4 separate regions of the Mus musculus genome follow, and all the other regions are linked to region 1. The links are chromatin contacts, called in public promoter capture Hi-C maps. All regions are on one chromosome and are shown on one strand. The core of a region is the stretch at or near the end of the contact, and the rest is flanking DNA. Distances in the headings are between cores, read along the strand shown.

Evidence for each region. Promoter capture Hi-C pulls out the DNA fragments that hold promoters and counts their contacts.
Region 2: a contact with region 1 is called in a promoter capture Hi-C map of embryonic stem cells, with 2.6 times the contacts expected there. The contact joins the enhancer-like site here to the promoter of Klhdc7a in region 1. A contact is called at or near these places in 9 of 39 promoter capture datasets (the 3T3-L1 cell line, the C10 cell line, the HPC-7 cell line and 3 more), 1 of 484 Hi-C or Micro-C datasets (liver), 4 of 115 datasets of contacts at active chromatin or transcription factors (differentiating embryonic stem cells and embryonic stem cells) and 1 of 9 other capture datasets (liver).
Region 3: a contact with region 1 is called in a promoter capture Hi-C map of stem cell-derived epiblast-like cells, with 2.0 times the contacts expected there. The contact joins the enhancer-like site here to the promoter of Klhdc7a in region 1. A contact is called at or near these places in 5 of 39 promoter capture datasets (the 3T3-L1 cell line, cranial neural crest, hippocampal neurons and 2 more) and 1 of 115 datasets of contacts at active chromatin or transcription factors (pancreatic cancer cells).
Region 4: a promoter capture Hi-C map of stem cell-derived epiblast-like cells shows a contact between it and region 1, with 3 times the contacts expected there. The contact joins the promoter of Igsf21 here to the promoter of Klhdc7a in region 1. A contact is called at or near these places in 11 of 39 promoter capture datasets (the 3T3-L1 cell line, the HPC-7 cell line, cranial neural crest and 7 more), 3 of 484 Hi-C or Micro-C datasets (the N1E-115 cell line, astrocytes and nephron progenitors), 4 of 115 datasets of contacts at active chromatin or transcription factors (embryonic forebrain, embryonic midbrain, embryonic stem cells and 1 more) and 1 of 9 other capture datasets (pancreatic islet).

Annotation. Positions count from the first base shown.
Region 1 is chr4:139,966,471-139,969,675 of GRCm38.p6, reverse strand. It overlaps Klhdc7a (kelch domain containing 7A), which reads left to right and starts at 1,650. Exons shown (of 1, transcript NM_173427.2): 1 at 1,650-3,205. The coding sequence starts at 2,042. It overlaps Mir2139 (microRNA 2139), which reads left to right and starts at 2,056; the gene lies at 2,056-2,150.
Region 2 is chr4:140,404,802-140,408,006 of GRCm38.p6, reverse strand. No RefSeq gene overlaps it. Among named protein-coding and RNA genes, the nearest start is that of Gm13017, 16 kb to the right of the region's middle. Within about 2 kb of position 1,551, at least 54 of the 459 cell types and tissues checked have an H3K27ac peak or open chromatin away from gene starts, as enhancers often do. A contact at or near this core is called in the HPC-7 cell line, embryonic stem cells and stem cell-derived epiblast-like cells, where this site is marked.
Region 3 is chr4:139,682,469-139,685,673 of GRCm38.p6, reverse strand. No RefSeq gene overlaps it. Among named protein-coding and RNA genes, the nearest start is that of Tas1r2, 31 kb to the right of the region's middle. Within about 2 kb of position 1,568, at least 15 of the 459 cell types and tissues checked have an H3K27ac peak or open chromatin away from gene starts, as enhancers often do. A contact at or near this core is called in stem cell-derived epiblast-like cells, where this site is marked.
Region 4 is chr4:140,245,046-140,248,250 of GRCm38.p6, reverse strand. Igsf21 (immunoglobulin superfamily, member 21) reads left to right here and starts at 1,440. Exons shown (of 10, transcript NM_198610.2): 1 at 1,440-1,949. The coding sequence starts at 1,880.

The sequences.
Region 1 (3,205 bases), core at 401-2,900:
AGGGTTTCTATTCCTGCACAAACATCATGACCAAGAAGTAAGTTGGGGAGGAAAGGGTTTATTCGGCTTACACTTCCATGTTGCTGTTCATCACCAAAGGAAGTCAGGACTGGAACTCAAGCAGGTCAGGAAGCAGGAGCTGATGCAGAGGCCATGGAGGGATGTTCCTTACTGGCTTGCCTCCCCTGGCTTGCTCAGCCTGCTTTCTTATAGAACCCAAGACTACCAGCCCAGAGATGGTCCCACCCACAAGGGGACCTCCCCCCTTGATCACTAATTGAGAAAATGCCTTACAGCTGGATCTCATGGAGGCATTTCCTCAACTGAAGCTCCTTCCTTTCTCTGTGATAACTCCAGCCTGTGTCAAGTTGACACAAAACTAGCCAGTACAGGGCCCAGGGAGGTTTGGAGTTTGACTGGACCTAGACGGCTGGAAAGATCCCCACCGGCAAAGATAAGGAGGCCTGGCCTGCAGGAGTCAACAAAGTAGGGCACACTAGACTGCCACATGCAGAAGGGTAAACTGAGGCTGTTGGGTGGAGGCTCACACACATAAGGACCTCCTAAGGGGATCCCAGGAGGCCAGCAAGATGACACTCCAGTCAAGCAAGGTGGCCTGAGTTCAACCCTCAGGATTTGCACGGCAGAAGGAGAACAGAATCCTTGGGCTGTCCTCTGATGTCACATGTGCCTATGTGTATTACCCACACATGCACTTGCACACACACACACACACACACACACACACACACACACACACACACACACACACACACACACACACACACAAATATAACAAAAAAGTTTAGAGTTTTCCCAAGGCCAGAACCCTCAGAACCAAGTTCCTGGGCCTTCAAATTGGATCGTCCTTTCACTTTGCAACCTGAAGACAACCTTTAAAAAGTGGAGCGTGTGCGTTGGGCATCTCGGCAGCTGAGGACCTGAATCCTGGGCACAGATGGAGGCTTACCCAGAGCAGGCCTGGGCCCCCACTCTTGCTCAGTGACTTTACCTCCCTTAAAACTGTGACCTCAGCACCCACCCTTGAGAACCAGTAAAAAAACCTGCACATGGGGGAGATAAAAACAGCCAAGCCTTGCTGAGCTTTAGCAACAACATGGGGCTTCATGCATGTTGACTACTCTACCTGATGAGCTAATGATGCGGTCACCCTCTGTCTCTCGCCACTTTTCAGGCAGGCACAGAGAAGTAAAGTTACTTGCCCAAGGTCACACAGCTGGTGAACGGCAGATTTGAGTCTGGGGTCCACAGTGCTGATGTGGGTTGGGGGTTGTGAGGAGTCACTCCTCCACAGGCCTCTTTTCCTATGAGGTTGGCTCATCATGAAGAGGAGGCAGGGTCTCTAAGGTCTCATTTTGTCTGGGTGCTAAGGTCTTGTATTTCCTGGCTGCTTCAGCAAAGCTAGTTTCTCTTCAACTTGTTGAGTAGAGGAGGAGGGCAGAGGCAGCCAAGGGCCCAGTCAGGTGGCTTGGCCGCCAGCCCAGGCCCAGCGTCCTCACTGTTTCATTGCTTGGCTGGTTAAAAGCTGACCCCTCAGTTAGGGCCAAGGCCATCCCCATACGCCTGTTAACTGTGGCTCCACCTGCTCCGGGAACCAAGGCAAAAGCTGCCCCAAGCTTCCAACCTAAGGATTTGCAAAAGAGAAAATAAACACCCTCACACACAGACCAACAGTGTGGCTTCTAGGCATCTGGTGACAGTTCTGCTCAGAGATTCCTTCCTCTTTGAATCCCTGTTGGACACTCCCTCCCACCAGGGGCTGCAGGTGACTGATCTGAAGCTCGGGCCCCTCCAGTCGGGACCCTCCCTCCTTTCAGGCAAGGATCCAAAGAGGCCAGCTGCAACCTTAGCCATCCCCTGCCCCATTGCCGACTCAGTGGACTCAAAGTCACCTCTGCTCCAGCAACCGCTGGCCAGATCCGGCTAGGGACTCCCTCCCACTCCACAGCAGGATCCAGGAACTGGTCCCTATTGGGCAATCATTAATCGGATTCTTGGCATTCCTCTGTCCCTGGCCAGCATGCTCCCCACTGGAGAAGGAGCAGAGGGCCAGGACTGGCATTTGGACATGCAGCTGCCCAGCAAGGTGGTGCTGTCCGCAGCTGCGCTGCTCCTGGTAACTGCGGCTTACAAACTCTACAAGTCCAGACCTGCCCCAGTCGGGCAGGCAGGGAGAAACAACAAGGACCACAAAGCAGAAAATGAAACAGAGGCCTTGGGACAACTTGCCTTCCAGGAGGCTCCACCGGGGACCCTGCCAAGGGGTCGAAGACGCAGGAAGGCCAGCAAGGGGGCTGGGACCTCACTGGACTACAGCTTGGTGGATCCAGAAGACCCCTGCATCCTGGACATTTCCAGGTCTGAAGAGGCCACAAGAAAAGGCTCTGATGAAAGTCAGGGCAGGCAGTGTCCAGACTCTCAGCAGGTGCCTCCTCCCTGTGGTGGCCAGGAAGCCGGAACAGATGTTAGAGGTAAGCCCAACCCTCCCCACCTCCCTCATTCAGGCTGTGAACCTACGAGCTCCTCAGGCAGACTTATCCCAGGAGTGGGTGGCAGCTGTGTGGGTGACAAGCTCTCTCCATGGCCAGACAGCAGACCCCCAGAGGAAACAGGATCTGGGGACCTGGAAGCCCCCAACGGTTGGACTGATCTTACACTGGTCAATGGTGACATGAACCAGAGTTGGATCTTCACCCACATGACAGGGGTCAGCAGGGGAGAGGCCGGGGTCCTCCAGGCTGCTGCAGACATGGGCTTGGCCACGCAGCAGCAGGAAGGAGCCACCAACGCCTCCCATACTTTCTCATCTGTGGCCCGGATCCGGATGGAGGAGAATATTATACAAAAGGCAGAGGGACCAGGGCTGAAGGGCAGAGTATATGACTATTTCGTGGAGTCCACGTCGAAGGCTGACTCCAGGCCAGTCCCCTGCCCAGCAGCTCTGGCTGATGCTCCATCCCCTGGGCCTGGACCAGAGCCCCTTGTCACTGGAGCAGCCTCCAGAGACGAAGCCGCTAACACAGCCGGTGGTGGTGCATCTGAAGCAGCATCCCCACAGCCTGTGGCATCCCCATCTGCACCGGGCTTCAGCAGAAAGGTGAGCCTCCTGCAGATCGCTGAGAACCCAGAGCTCCAACTGCAGCCTGAAGGCTTCAGGATGCCCCTTCCTGCCCACCTGGACCAG
Region 2 (3,205 bases), core at 302-2,801, 440 kb before region 1:
GCAAGAGCCGGGAGATGACGCCATCACTGCTGGGGTTGGCATGCAAATGGTAATCCTTGGGGACTTTCTTTGCACAAAACTTGCTTCAATGTGGGAGCATCTCCTGTTTCCCAGGTTGGCTTCAAATACCCTGTGAAGCTGAGGATACCCTTGAACTTCTGGCTCTATTGGCTTTACCTCCTCACGGCTGGAATTCTAGAGCCTGGATTCAGAAGACGCTAGGGATGGAGACCAGGGCTTTCTGCATGCTACAGAGATCCTCCACCACCCGAGACACATCCTCCGCCTTGGAAACGGATTTGAGCTTGAGTCTACAGGTCTTACAGCTTGTGGAATTAGATGCCTTCGTCCCAATGTAGGGGAGTAAACCTCGAATTCTCAGAGATACCCAGACAGAAACCTAGGTGGCCAGCTTCCGGAGATGCTGGGGCAGGCCTCTGGGGAGGCAGAGGCTGGCAGCTGAGCCAGTTCCTCCCAAAGCCTCCTACCAGTTATGGGGAGTTTCGTAGTCCCTGTTCTATTGCTGTGAAGAGACACCATGACCATGGAAACTCTTACAAAGGAAAGTACTTAACTGGGGCTGGCTGACAGTTTCAGAGGTTAAGGGTCATGGTTATCATGGTGGGAGTACGGCAGTTTGCAGGCAGACATGGTGCTGGAGGGTAGGTGAGAGTTCTACACCAAGATCCGCAGGTCACAGGAAGAGAGAGACACAGGGCTTGGTGTGGACTTCTGAAACTTCGAAGCCCGCCCCAAGTGACACACTCCCTCCAACAAGGCCACTAATCTAATCTTCTAATCTTCTAATCTTTTCAAACAGTGCCACTCCCTAGTGGCCAAGCATTTAAATCTATGAGCCAATGGGTGCCTTTCTCATTCAACCCCCCACAGGGAGGCCAAGGGTCACATTCAAGGTCAGCTGCTCGGTCCAAACAAGGTCACACTTTGAGTGAAACTTTTTGGCTCCCCAGGTTTAATAACTACAGTGTGCCCCTTCTGGAAGGTTCCCCGTGGACCTGTAGTGTAACTTCTCTGTTCTGTGGAGGTGACAGGTGACAGAGGTCCACAGAGGTTGCCACTCCAGACTCCTCCATGCAGGGATTGGACTTGGGTCTTAGGTGGATGGAGCTCTGGGCTGACTCCCTCAGCTGCAGAGCCAGAAGGGAGTTAACAAGAGGAGTGGTGGCCCCCTCCCCCCTCCCCTGCTCAGTTTCTCACTTAGAAATGCAAATGGGGTGAGGCTCTGCTCAGAGCATTCTCCTCTTCACACCACACAGATTATCCCCTTTCCCCCAACCCCCTCTGCCAAGGAGATTGTCTAAGATTGTTTGTGTTACAAAAACCCAGAGGGGATTGAGCCATTTGGTGGACCCGTCCTACCAAACTAGGCCTCTGGGAGGAGGCTGCTTCAACAAGGAGGGATGTCCTTAGCCACCTTCTTCCGGCAGGAGGGGCTAGAGGTCCAGCGGTTCTGGGGACACAGCCTGGGCCCTCTCTGTCTTCTCCCTGTAGAGGGCCAGGGAGTTGGAGAAAAGCAGGCCTGGCTCTGGGAAGGCAGCCGGCAGGCCACACTGCCTGAGCCCATTTCCTGTCACATTAGGAGACAAGGGCTGGGCTCCAGTTTCCAGCAGCTGGTGAGCGCTTCCTGTCCCATTCCCCTCCCCTTCCCTTCCCCTTCCCCCTTCTCTCCCCCTCCCCTCCCCCTCCCCTCCCCTTCACTCCCCTCCCTTCCCCCTCCCCTCAGCAAGTCAATCAGTGATCTCTGGTGGAGCAGCTGTCTTCCAGTCAGGACAGGCTGGGGGAGAAGAGAGGCTGAGGTCAGGACAGTGCTCATTGTACAAGCTCGAGCACCTCAGTTCATCCCCAGAGCACACCTGAACACTTGCTCATATCCCAGAGCTGAGGAACCAGAGGAGGGGCAGACCCCTGGGACTCACTGGACAGCCCTTACCCAAGTTGGCAAGTCAGGTACCAGGGAGACAGTCTCCCGAAAGGAGGTAGACTCCTGAGGAAGGAGCCTGGTCTGGACCTCTGGCTAACACATTCATAGATACACACCAGCACACACACACACACACACACACACACACACACACACACACACACACTCACACATCAACACATGGATGCGTATCAACACACACACACATACACTCATGCATATATACAAACACACACACACCCCAACACCCTAAGAAAGGGAACCTGAGCCGCAGGGAGGTGAAGGGTCAGTTTGAATCGCATCAAGTTGCTGTTTTTTTTATACAACAGCAACCAAGATGGCTGCGGGTTAGTTCATCAGGAGAACACACACTTTCACTCACAGCCTTTGTGTGTGCACAGCAAAGCCACCCACAGAGCACGAGTTGAGTCCATACCTCACCCTAGCCACATCCTTTTAGCTGAGTCATTATCGTCTTCTGTGTGGACGAGGAGGGTACAGCATCGATTAATCAGCTATATCTTCTCAGTTCAGATGTCTCCACAGCAGGCACCCAGGCTCAGTTATCTGTGACAGCTAGAATTCCTGGCAAGAACCTGTTGTCTAAAAAAGCCGAGTGACTGGCTAGAATCCGAACAATCTGGAGAGGTTGGAATGTTGCAGGTTAAGAGCCATTATCTTGGAATAGCTTAGGCCCCTTAATAGGCATGTATGGCTTCTGGTGTACAAGACCTGACATCTTTTATGACTGTTAGGAAAAATCCTTTGGAATGTATGAAGAGACCCCTGGTTCTCACCAGAGGACTGTGACTATGTCAGACAGCATTTAAAGTCGATAACTGAGTCTCCCAATGTTTCAGTAACTCACCTACCTAAGGTACCAACCAATGTGTGCAAAGTGTGTTGTTTTATGGCTTGCTTTCTTCTGTGACTATAAACATTTATGAAACTGCGACCTCATTGGAACAGGGAAAGTTTGAGGTAACCTAACCCTGAGTTGCCAGGGCCTGGTCACTCAAAATTTGTTTTCAGAATAAACTATGCCTTCCTGTTCTTTGAGGCGAGAACTCGTAGCCGTTTAGATGAAACTGTTCGTCCACAAGATCATATGGGGAGAAAGCAGTCATGGGGTGGAGTGTGAGCGCATGCGGTCTCTCCCCACATCTGGCTCCATCTGGCTCCTGATGGAGACGTGAGCTCTCAGAATCCTGCCCATCAGCCATGATAGACTCTTACCTTCTGCAGTCTCGGGCCAAGTAAACT
Region 3 (3,205 bases), core at 319-2,818, 280 kb after region 1:
CAGCCTGAAGTGGCCATTCTCTTACACAGAGGTCAATGGCAGCTCAAACCTGACTTTCACACTGCCCTGTTCTTCAAGCCACCTTGTTGTTTACACCTCTTGGGATTTTAAAAAATCCTGTTATTTTCATTCTGTGTATGTGTGTATTGTTTTGCTTGTATGTATGTATGTATGTATGTATGTATATGTAAGAGCCTGTGGAGGCCAGGAGAGGTCACTTGATCCCCTGGACTGGAGATGCAGACAGTTGTGGACGCTAGAATTGGACCCAGCCCTCTGCAAGAGCAGCTGAGTCTCCTATTCAGTCCCTTGGTCTTGATTCCCGTCATTCTCTAAGAAAGGGTTGTGATAAACGCACACGTGTACATGCACACAAACACACAGGAAACACAAATATAAACATAAATATATGCACACACATAAGCTGCATGCATGTGCACACACAGGCATCCATCCACATATCTCTCCACACACGGCTGAGGCACAAGAGTCCTTACACACCCATCCCCTCACAATCCCGCAGCCTCCTATGCACACAGGCACAGACTCAGGCACCCATGTGCCCAAACCAACACAGCTGCCCTGTGCTCATCTCTGCTCTTGCTTTCTGTCTCACACACATGTCAAGTTTGACAGAGGCCATGACACCCATGACATGTAAAAACACATGAGGTACTAGAACCTAACTAGGCTGCACATTTGCATGACACTTTAATATAAAACAGCTTTGTGCTCTTCCATGTGTCTCCATGTTTTGTGTGCATATCGAGTGTCTGTCTGCCTGTCCATCTGTCCCAGCTCTCCAGTCCCTGGAGAAGGGAACCTGAGAGGCCCAAGAATGAGACCAACATCGCCATCTGCTGTCAGCTTCTGGGACTGCCCTTCAGAGAACACATGGGGTCCAATGGGATCCATTTCTGAAGGACCCCAGAGGCCAAGGCATGACCCTGAGAACCAGTGGGAGTTGCAGGAACATCCCTGCCCTGTGGCCTCTAATAGGTTTCGTCTTTAGAGCAACCTGGGAAGAGCTCCTCCCTTCAGGGTTCATAACTGGGGAAACTGAGGTTTCAAGTCCAGCGCTGACTAGGTAAAGAGATCATGGGATTTCACTCAAAACACATCCCTCAAATTCTAATTCTGCTTCACGTTCTCAGGCTGAGTACCACCCTCCCTGTGGGCGAGGACTGGCTGGCACAGATAACGAGGCTGGCAGTTGGGTGAAGTGGCTTGGAAGTATGGAGGCCCCGGGGCAAAGAACATGTGAGGCCACAGAAGTAGATACCCATATTCAGGGCTCTCACTGAACACTGCAGACAGGCTGGTCCAGCAAGCCTGGAATGGTTTGTCCTCGTTATCAACGCGACCGGTTTGGAAATAATGAAAACATCCTTTTGGACAGGTCTCTAGAGACATTTAAGTGACCTGGGAAGACTCACCCTGTGGGCGGCACCATCCTGTGGGTGGCAGTACCCTGTGGGCGGAGCCATCCTGTGGGTGGTACTACCCTATGGGCGGAGCCATCCTGTGGGTGGTATTACCCTGTAGGCGGAGCCATCCTGTGGGCGGTACTACCCTGTGGGTGGCGCCATCCTGTGGACCGCATTATCCTGTGGCCTGGGACCTTGGACCCGTCTCTCACTGGGTTCTGACTACAGATGCCACGTGACCCATGTTGGGCCCTATTTGGCCTTGGTTTGGGCCTTGAGGACAAACCAAAGCCTGGCTCAATTTTTGAGACCTGTCATTCTCCTCCTCTTTGAGAATGACTCAGCATGACCTACCGGCCGGAATGAGACTGCCTCTGCCTAGCTACCACTGATGTGTCAATTTCTTATAGGCCCCGTGAGATCACCTCGCACCCCCTCATCACCTCACTCCACCCCATAGGTCATCTCACCCCATACCCCTATCCCTACCTTATTGACTTCTCTATATAAGTAAGTGCCCAGTTTAGTAAAGTGAGGTCCTTCTTTGACAAGACTCCCTGCCTGGGCCATCCCACTCAGCCCCAGACAGACCAGGCTGGACCGGGTTCTCTCCTCTCTCCTGGACCTGCTGGCAAAGAGCCGACAACCGGCCAACTCACTCTGCCCACATGCCTTCCCCACCATGATAGACTGCACCTCATGAACTAAACCATGAACCAAATAAGGCCTTCTCCCATTTAAGTCATGTCTTACCAGGTATTATGCCCTAGTAACAAGGAAGGTGACCAAATACACCACCCCTGTGACAGACAGGTCACTGAGTCTGGAGAGGAGCTGGGATGAGCCCTATCCCAGGACCCAATTGTCTAGCCCAAAGCTCTCCCTTCCCCCAAACCTGGCTCCCTTCTTCCCTTTGGTTGAGTAAGTGGGGGGCGGGCTGGGAAGAAGAGGGTGATCAGGAGAAGGGATAGGATGACAGTGGGGGGTGAATAGGGTCAAAGTACATTGTATGCATGTATGAAATTGTGAACTGTAACTTTCATTTTTCCAAACCTATTTTTAATGATGGTTCTTAAATGCTTTACCCTTCCTTGTAGCCCACCACCCACCAGAGGTAGTGGGAAAAAAAGGATGCGAGGCAAGTGGACCTGTTTAGAAATGTGGTTTTTGTTTTGTTTTGTTTTGTTTTGTTTTGAGCAACTCCCTCCTGTGCTGTCTGGAGATCTGCAGTTCAGATCAGCAGACAGCAGCAGCTCGATCCACTCGCAAACACTTCATGGATACAGAACAGTCCAGTTCGGTAGAGTCGGGATAGCAAACACGAATCAGCAGTGGTGACACTACCTAGCAGAGACAGCCAGGCCTCAGCCTTGGCACAAGTCAGCAGCAAGAGGGACACCAGGAAAAGTTTTGGGCTGTGCCTCTCTCTGGGAAGTGAAGATCAGCAAAGACTTGAGATCCAAGCATTGCACAGCTGGTTCTAGAAGCAAGCCAAGCTCAGCCTTCGTCACCATCCGTCAAGTCCTTTTATACTCTCTCCAAACATCACTGTGTCCTCCACAGGTCTTGCCTCAGCATGGGTCTTGCTTCAGCACATGCGTCTGTCTCAGCTGACATTCCCTCTGCCAATCAGCCCAAGTCCGCAGAAGCAGCAAAAAACTGCAGCACACCACCAGAAGAGTTTCCCTCTATGGAGTCCTGACAAATGCAGCTCAACTATGCGATGTAAGGCAGACCGATACATGTGTGTTGTTAGCAAAGAATCCTTCATCATGGGT
Region 4 (3,205 bases), core at 191-2,690, 280 kb before region 1:
CTCAGTAGCTTGGGGAAGATGAGACTTGGAGGCGTAGCAAGGGGGAGTGGAGAACAGCCAGGGAAAGGATAAAGGCCCAAGACTCCAGTGTTCAAGCCAGATCCAGCCCAATCAGTCTAGCAACCAATTAGTCTGATTCAAAAAAAAAATACCCACGGAGGGACAAACTGTAATCAAACACCTATTTATAAGGGTTTATTACGATCATTATTATTATTTTACTAAGAGGATCCTTCTAAAGCCTGTCAGGTGAACGTATTCGCTCAGATCTAAATAAATGCAAATCGCTCCTTCCCTGGAGCAGGGAGGCTGAGCGACCCTGAACTGCAGCTAGCTAGCTAGCTGCCTTGAAAGGCCATGTGCTGACAAGGCTGCAGAGGGTAAGGAGGAGAGTGGGTCACTCCGTGGGGCATCCTGGCACAAGTCTTTCCTAGTAGCACCTGCCAGGCCATTACTCACTGCCCACCCCTCTCCCAAGGCCTGCAGCCAGTGGGGCTGCCAGTGTACCCATTGCCCGGCTAAGTAAACTGAGCAACAAGGATGCAGCAGCTTAGTAAAGATAGGGGAGCTGGGACTTCCCTGGAGAATGCAGCATAAGGAGACCTGGGTCCTGGTTTGGGGGCTCAGAGTCACTCTCTGGTTCTGCTGTTCATTCTGGAACTTGACGATCTAACTCCTGGTTCCACCACCCCCACCACCACCCTAAGAGCTAGGAGCACCTGCCTCTTCCTCACGTGGGAGACCCCACAGCCCAGGCTCAATAGTGCGTGAGCGATCAAAGCGACGATCTGACACAAGTTTCAACCCCACCCCGGTTCTCAGGTGGAGGAGCTGGGGTGTCAGCCCTGATTTTTTTTTTAAGGTGACATCTTGGTCTCAGAAGAAAAAGTCGATGCCTCCCTTGCCCGGTCCAGCCTGCACATACAATGCAGCTGTTCTGCGCGGGGCGCGGGCTGGAGGGTAGCCCTTATTTGTGGAACACTGAAGCTCTGAAGCCCCTAAGGACGACGTTCATAGGTGTCAAAGCAAGCCCTGAGGACCTACATCCCTCCGGGGAAAGCATCTCTCTCTCCTGGAAGGAGGAAGGGTGCTTGCATCCACCAAGCGGAGGAAAGGGGCGTCCAGGGACACGTCCAGGTGGAGGGGTGGGGAGGGCGATTCGGGTGGAGCGAAGCTTGGTGTGTGTGTATGGGAGGATGCAGCTCACAAGCAAGCAGTTGTGATGAGATGGGGGTGGGGGGAGCAGAGGGTAGAAGCCGAGAGGGAGGGGGGCGAGTTCTCCTCTCTGCAATAAATCGGCTTAGCGGACGAGAGCCGAACAGCCCAGAACGGATTAAAGAAAAGTCTGTAGAATACGGCAGCGAGCGCAGCGCGGGGGGTGGGGGGGGGCGGGGGCGGGGCGGCAGGAAAGGAGGGAGAGGAGGGGGCGCGAGAAGAGCGAGCGCGGGGCAGAGCGCGGCGGCGCGGGCAGAGCTTCGGCTCCAAACTCCGCCACTGCCGCCACGGATCCGACTCCGGCCGCCGTGGCCGCCTATCGCAGCCAACCAGCCGGGAGCAGCTGCGCGCCCCAGCCAGGTCCGGTGCAGCCCGGAGCAGCCAGTGCGTCTGGTGCAGCCCGGAGCATCCTATTACAGCCCAGAGTAGCCTGGTGGTGCAGCCCGGAGCATCCCGGTACAGCCCAGAGCAGCCCCGGGTAGCCTGGCGGCCGGGCTACAGTAGCATGGGGACCTCCCCTCGGCTCTCCTCGCCTCTCGTCACCGCCACGGCCGGCGGCCCGGGTCACAAGCGCTTCTGAGCCCATGGCGAGGGGACCCACCGCCGCCACTGCGATCGCTGCCGCCGCCGCCGCCTCGGCCAGCGCCGCCAGCTTCTGGACACCATGCAAGCTGCTCCAAGCCTCCGCCGCGCTTCCTGCCTGCTGCTCGCCGCGATTCTGGACCTGGCACGCGGTGAGTGTGCGGGCGCCCGCGGAAGCCCGGGGCCGGGGGATGCGCGCAAAGACCGAGAAGGGCGCGGGCCCGGATGGCTCTGGGAGTCTCGGGCTGTAGGCACAGTCCAGGAGGGCTTCCGTGCAGCGAAGAGAGGATAGATCTTTTGGAGAAAGCTCTCGTGGGTCTGTGCCAGTGGTGTGTGTGTGTGTGTGTGTGTGTGTGTGTGTGTGTGTGTGTGTGTGTGTGTGTGTGTCTTTGTTGGGTCTGTGAGTGTCCGAGAATCAGCTATGTTTGGAGAGGGCACGGGAGTACATTTAGATGTGGCTGTGTGATGGTGTGTGTGTGAGAGAGGTAACAGAGAGTCTAGATCAGTTGCATGGAGAGGTGAGAGAGAAAGTCTGAGTGTTTGGGGGTGTGAACTCCTTCAGGAGGGTAAGTGTGTGAGCGTCGCGGCATGTGGGAGCCTGTTAAGGAAAGGGTGTTTGAGGTGTGGCGGTTCACGCCGATCCCCGGTGTGCTGCCTGGTCTCTAGAGGGCTGTGTGACAGCCGGTGACTGTATTTCTGTTAGAGCTGGACAGGAGTGTACCCAGCTACACGTGGAAGTACAGGACTTGAGGTCCTAGAAGCTCTGGGTTTGGGAGCAGGTGCAGATCGAGGGAACTTGGGCAGGGAACTGTGAGCACATCTGGGGCTGGAGGAGTTTCAACAGTATGGCTCGCATCTGTGTGTGAGTGTGTGTGTGTGTCCCGCATGGGCTTGGTCATGGCCTAGGCTGAACCAGATGGAAGGAAACTGGAGCTCAAAGGCTTGCCCAGAGCCAGCAGTGCGGAGCAGTTCTAGAGTGTATGGTTAGGGCTACCTGGGAGGAGGGGCACCCTGCCCAGCGCCGCCCTCTGGTGGGTCTTAAATGATATGGAAGTCGAACTTGACGCCCCAGTGCCTTCCGGGCAGGGAACAGGGAGCAGATGCCAGCCCAGCAGGGCGGAGGCAGGGCCAACAGAGTCATAGGTGGGGGATTCCAGAGGGTGGGGGCGGGGGTGGGGGTAGGGGGTGGGGGAAGCTCCTTCTCCAGGTCAAGTCACAACCAACCACCGGTGTTGAAATCAGAGCGTGGCCACCCTGGGAGGTGGGAGAGTGGAAAAAGTAGGCATTGTCTCGGATGGAGCCTTGGCCTCTGTCCCATTTAGGCCGCGGTGGAGGGTCAATTCTTGTCCCGCAAACTGAGAAAAACCTATATGAGCTCTGAAATTGTCCTCCAAGGGGCGTGCCTCTA